Linked DNA regions of Macaca mulatta: region 1 is linked to region 2. The links are chromatin contacts, called in public Hi-C maps. All regions are on one chromosome and are shown on one strand. The core of a region is the stretch at or near the end of the contact, and the rest is flanking DNA. Distances in the headings are between cores, read along the strand shown. Region 1 holds the start of P2RX3 (purinergic receptor P2X 3). Region 2 holds the start of TIMM10 (translocase of inner mitochondrial membrane 10).

Region 1 (2,913 bases), core at 384-2,883, 200 kb after region 2:
TCCCAAAGGAGCACTGGATGGTGCAGCCTTTTTACAATACCTGCCCACTGAAGCCTACCAGCACTTGCCCAGCACACAGAGCAAACAATCACCTAAAAAGTCACATCTAGCCACCTTTCCCTCCACACCCTCACATAAACTTCAACTTTTCAGGCAAGCAGGCTTGCATGCAGCTTCAGCCCACAGTCACACAGGATTCTCCTTTGACCCGCTTGAACTAACTCCTAACAGTCAGTGGCTTGCTGCCTCGAATGCACAGACCCATTGTCTCAAAGAACAGCATAAGATTGGAGACCCACACCCCAGGAAAGAAAACCTTCGAGGTTTCTGCCTGTATTTCCTGGTGCCCACCAGTGCGTGGAAATGACCACAAGAAGGATAGGACCTGCATTCTCCCCCAGCCATTGTCTGCTCCAGAGCCCTTTGTGTGTGCGTGCGCGCGCGCCTGTGTGTGTGTGTGTGTGTGTGTGTAGGTGTGTGCTTCCAGGCGGTGGGGGCTGAGAGGGGATGCTTGCACCTTCCTGGCTCTTAAGCAACTGCTAGGATGGGTTACATGGCACCGGGTCAGGGAGAGGTGGGGAACTTAGGCTTTTTGACAAAGGGGAGCATTTCTGGATTCCTGGAGAGGAAGCTGCACTGTGTTCAGAAAAGCTCCTTTTCTCCTTGGCCACTCTTCCCTTGGGCCTGTGTTTGCTTCCTCATCAAGGGGCAGTTCCCTCCTTGTCCTCCCCTTCAAGAGCACAGCGCTTCTCCCTTGCCTTTCTCTCTCTCACCATCTCACCCATCCATGCCGGAAGGAAATTCCTCACTCTGAAATGGGCCCAGTTCTCTCTTTCCCTCCCGGCCACCAACTTGACCAACCTGCCACCACCCCCTTGTCTCAGTACCTTCCCTTCCCTATTTCTGTGCTGTCTTGTCTTTTTGAGGCCCCGAAGAGTTGACTGAGGGGAATTTGAAGATGTGGGAGGGGGTCTGCCTGTTCTCTGGTTGGAGAGATGAGAGCAGGGAGGGTGGAGATGGAGCTCCTGAGCCCTCCCTCGGTGGAGGGCAGTGCCAGGGCAGGGACCCTACTCCTCCGAGTGTGCGTCTTGAAACCACTCTCAACGCTGGAGGATGAACTGGGAAAAGAATTCATCTAGGTGAATTCAGGTCCTAGGTGGGGGTGGCAGAGGCCAGTCTTTAGGACTCGGCTCCACAGAAGAAAGTGTTTCCCCGGGAGGGGAGGAGCTCAGGAAGCTGGATGCAGGTTTCTGAGGCAGGAGGGTGAAGATGGGATGCCAGGCAGCCCACCCCGCCAGGGACCTGAAGGGCCACAGACTCACCCCACAAAGTAGGAGATGATCAGAAGCTGAACTACTCGGTTGATGATCCCGATGGTCCAGCTCTTCACAACCACCGATTTGGTGGTCTCATAGGTGAAGAAGTCGGATATGCAGTTCATACTGAGAGAGTGCTCAGGGGACACTCAGAAGGGGGCCCAGTGGTGGCCTCAGGAGAGGGAGGTCCCACAGGACAGGGAGACAGGATCACGACCTGGAGGGGGCAGCTTAGAGGGGTCGGAGGACTGGGGAGCCTGTCCCTTTAAGCCAGGCAACCCTAGTCAGGTTCTCTCTTCTCTTGATACTCTGGCTTCCAAGAGACCAGGGCGGGGGACCCCCTTTTTGTTCGTCTCCACCCCACTCCCCTGTGATGTCACAGCAGGGGTGGGGTCTCCAATCCTGGGCTCCTGATTGCCTGGGATGTAGCTGGCTGGAGCCCTCTGGGACTAATGTTTTATCTGCACTCTGTCTACTGTTTCTGTTCTGTTCTCTTCTGCAGCATCCTCATCCCAGCTCACCAGCTGCTCACGCTCTCCCTAAAGCCCTTTGCAATTTCCCGTCCCCTAGTCACCTAACAGCCTGCCTGAACTGAAGACCGCCTTCATTCCTGAGTGCCAGCCAAATTCCACCCAGTTCTGCAGCCGTCCCCTCCTTTCCTGAATTGCCCCCAGTGGCATGGGTCAGGGGGAGAGGGTCTCTTGAAAGTTTTTCTGGGTCTTCTGGGGTGTGATGAGTAAAGACTCACATATTTCTAACTCCAGTTGGTAATGAGTTTCACTCTACCTGTAGCATAGCAGTTAGCACTTCTTTTTTTTTTTTTTTCAGTTTATTTATCAAAATCATTTGTTAGATTATGTTTTCCCGAAAGGTTGGGGCTGGGTCTTTCTTTCTTTCTTCCTTCCTTCCTTCTCTTTCTTTTCTTCCTTCCTTCCATTTTTTTTTTCTTTTTCTTTTTCTTTTTTTGGCAGAGACTCGCTCTGTTGCCCAGACTGGAGTGCAGTGGCACGATCTCAGCTCACTGCAACCTCTGTCTCCTGGGTTCAAGCAATTCTTGTGCCTCAGCCTCCCAAGTAGCTGGGATTATAGGCACCCGCCACCATGCCTGGCTAATTTTTGTATTTTTAATAGAGACGGGGCTTCCACATTGGCCAGGCTGGTCTTGAACTCCTGACCTCAAGTGATCTGCCTACCTCGGCCTCCCCAAGTGCTGGGATTACAGGTGTGAGCCACTGCGCCCAGCCAGGGATGTTTTCGTCTTGTTCAAGTTCCTCAAATCCGAGAAGTGTGCTAAATTAGTCATAGGCCCTCAATATCTATCTATTAAACCCAGTTGAATTTATATTGCTAGATAATGCTGGAATAGCCACTACTCAGAGGTTAAAGCTATGAATTCAGGGGAGAAGGGTGCATTCCTGTTGTCTCTTACCTCAGGATTGAGTTAGCAAGCTGGTGTACTGATTGTCAGGGAAATCTTGAGTTTACATATTCTGTACTAATGTCTTCATGTAGGACACATATCATCAATCATTCTGAACATACAGTCACTGTGATTATGACAGAAGATAACTGGACTGGTGGTGGTAAGGAGGTCTGT
Region 2 (2,860 bases), core at 314-2,813:
AATCCAAACATCCATCAACAGGAGAATGGATAAATGAATTGTGGCATGCTCATACAATCAAACACTAGACAGCAATAAAACAGAAGGAATAACAGATGCACACAACAATATGGAGGAAACCTTACAGGTACATTGAGCTAAAGACGTCAGGCACAAAATAGAAAATAATGTGTAATTCCATTTACATGAAGTTCAAGAACAAGGAAAACGAATTGATGGTGATAGAGGTCAGAATAGTGGTTAACTTCAAGAGGGAGTATTAATGGGGAAGAAACACAAGATAACTTTTTGGGGTGCAGGAAGTATTTTATATCTTGATCTGGGTGGTGGTTATACAAATGTATATATACACATATATATTTAATTAAGCTTGAGATTCGTGTATTTTATGCACTTTATGAATATTATACCTCAATCTTTAAAAATCAGGGCACAAGGTTTGACAAAGATGAGTCTTCAAAGCAGAAAGGTCGATTGTTTAAAATCAGGATGGTCTTGGACAATTAGGGAAGCATATGATGACCACACATATAAAATGTCTAGCCCACCTTTTCCAATGAGCAATGTGCCCTTGCGTCATCAATTTACATCTTGTAAATTTATTTTACTAGGAAATTGTGTGACAAATCAAGGGACTGAGTGTTGTTTCCTTCTTTTTAGTGGGGAATGAGTGAATGGTGCAGTTTGAAGAACACATTAAGTCTTGAAAGTTGAAAAGTTCACCAGTACCCTCCTTCTCCCTCACCCAAGATTAGCCCCGGTGGCAGCCGAAATTGCTTTTATTAATCTCTTTGTGGCTCAGGACCTCTGACTGTTGAAGAAAACGTATTTTACACGTCTTGTCTTTCTACGAGCAGGAAGCCTATCTCGCTTATCGTTGCAACACCAGAAGGGGCTTAGTGTGACCTACACACAGTAGTAATCGTACAACGTCCCATGGAGCACTGCTTCTCAAATTTGGCTGTACATACGAATCACCTGGGGAATTTTAAATTGTATTGATGCCTGGGTCCTACTCCCAGAGATTCTGATTTAATTGAAATGAGGTGAGTCCTGGGCACTGGGACGTTTAAAAACGTTTCAGGGATTTTAACGCGAAACAAAAACAGAATCGCTGTTTGGGGGCGTTCTTCCTTCTCCACGCCTGATTTACGCTCAGGAGTCGGCTGTCCGGAACTGGGATGAGGTTCACTGATATCTGTCGCCACGCCTCTTCCTACAGAACCAATAAACTGAAGCGGCTCTGTGACATCCCAAGGGACTTGAATTGTAAGCGGGCTGCAGACGCTCTGCACCCCGCCCAAGCCTCTATGGTACTTTGGCGTCCCCTCTAGCACTGGCAAGTCGCCTTCCTCTTCGCCCGGCGCCGGCCGCTCCCTCTCTAGGATCGCCGAGTTCCCGGCGCCGTCTCGTTGGTATTTAGTTCCGGAAGCGAGTTTGAATCAAAGGAGAGGCGGGACTTCCCTCCCGGAAGTAACCCACGTGCTTCCGCTGGAGCCTTCTGGAGAGGCGGGTAACGTTATAGTTTTTGTCAGAAGTTGGGGTCTCCGTGAGCATTGCGATCCGTCCCAGGCAGTGGTGAGTGACCCATGACCTCTGAATTCAATGTGGCTCTGATTATGGCGTCGCCATTTCAGAGGCGCAGCCTTTAGGCTGCGTCCCAGTCGCCTGTGTTCAGCGTACGATCTCATTCCCAGGGCCCTGGAGGTTCAGGCTTATGGTTAGAGCGTTCTGCCTCGGTCCTCGATCTTCTGAATAGAGGTGACCTCCAGGGACTGGGGCATCAGAGATCCGGGGCTCGATTTCCAGGCTCGCCATGGACGTCCTGTGCGACCTTGGGCGAGGCCTCAGTTTCCACATCCGTGAAATGGGGTGGTTAAGCTCACTGAGGTTAGTGGCCCGTGGTGGTCTGGCGCCCTGTGAGTCCTCTGTATCCTCTAGCCCCAAGGGGTAGGAGAGTGAACGGCGGCGGTGGGTGCTGATGGTGATGTCTGCTCCCAGGATTAGGAGGCCAGAAGGAGATACCTTCCACGGTGCTAGGCTGAGATGGATCCTCTCAGGGCCCAACAGCTGGCTGCGGAGCTGGAGGTGGAGATGATGGCCGATATGTACAACAGGTAAAGAGAACTATGTTCTACCCTGTCTTGGAAAATAAGTCTTGGTCACCCATATCGAAGGTGAATGACTTACAACAAATGCCTTCCTGAATGTAGGGGAGCCTGAGGCCCATGCTTACCCTCCCCATACGCACCTCCAAGGTTGATCCTAATGTAGATGCAGTCACTAGAATGAGTTGGGCATTTAGATGGGGATGGAACTGGCAATGCAGGAGCCAAGCAGGAAGAGAAGCTCCAATCCAGGCTCTGGTTAGGTTCCAAGAAAAGCTGAGTATTTGCCTCTTGATAAATAGCACATAGCCAGCCCATTTAGTAGTTAACATTTTAAAACCCTTTATTCTGTGTCAGGCTCTTGTTAATCTTCAAAATAATCCAGTGGGTTAATTTTATTAGTCCCATCTTAAAATGAGGAAATTGATGCTGCTAGAGGTTAAGTAACTTCCTTAGGGTCCGCATCTGGTGGGTAACAATGCCAGAACTAGCACCTCAGTCTGGTTCTGCAACTAGTGCTCATAACCATTTGGCACATTTGGGAACAAATCCTGGCTCCACCAATCACCAGCAGTATACTTGGACATGTTACTTGCACTGTTTGACAATTGGTTTCCTCATTATGAAAAAGACATAATGATACCTACCTCATAGGGCATCATAAATATTAAATCTAAAAATATATGAAAGTCCTTAGCCTCAAGCCCAACACTTAGTAACAGTGAAATGTCTGCTATTTTTATTGGCTTAAG

What was found. Hi-C and Micro-C count contacts between places; a contact is called where the count stands out from the background.
Region 1: a Hi-C map of liver shows a contact between it and region 2, with 4 times the contacts expected there. The contact joins the promoter of P2RX3 here to the promoter of TIMM10 in region 2. A contact is called at or near these places in 4 of 14 Hi-C or Micro-C datasets (cortical neurons, fetal cortex germinal zone, fetal cortical plate and 1 more).

What each region holds. Positions count from the first base shown.
Region 1 is chr14:16,067,791-16,070,703 of T2T-MMU8v2.0, forward strand. P2RX3 (purinergic receptor P2X 3) reads right to left here and starts at 1,634. Exons shown (of 12, transcript XM_001103269.5): 1 at 1,323-1,634. The coding sequence starts at 1,441.
Region 2 is chr14:15,871,448-15,874,307 of T2T-MMU8v2.0, forward strand. It overlaps TIMM10 (translocase of inner mitochondrial membrane 10), which reads left to right and starts at 1,564. Exons shown (of 3, transcript NM_001261523.1): 1 at 1,564-1,578; 2 at 2,002-2,117. The coding sequence starts at 2,047.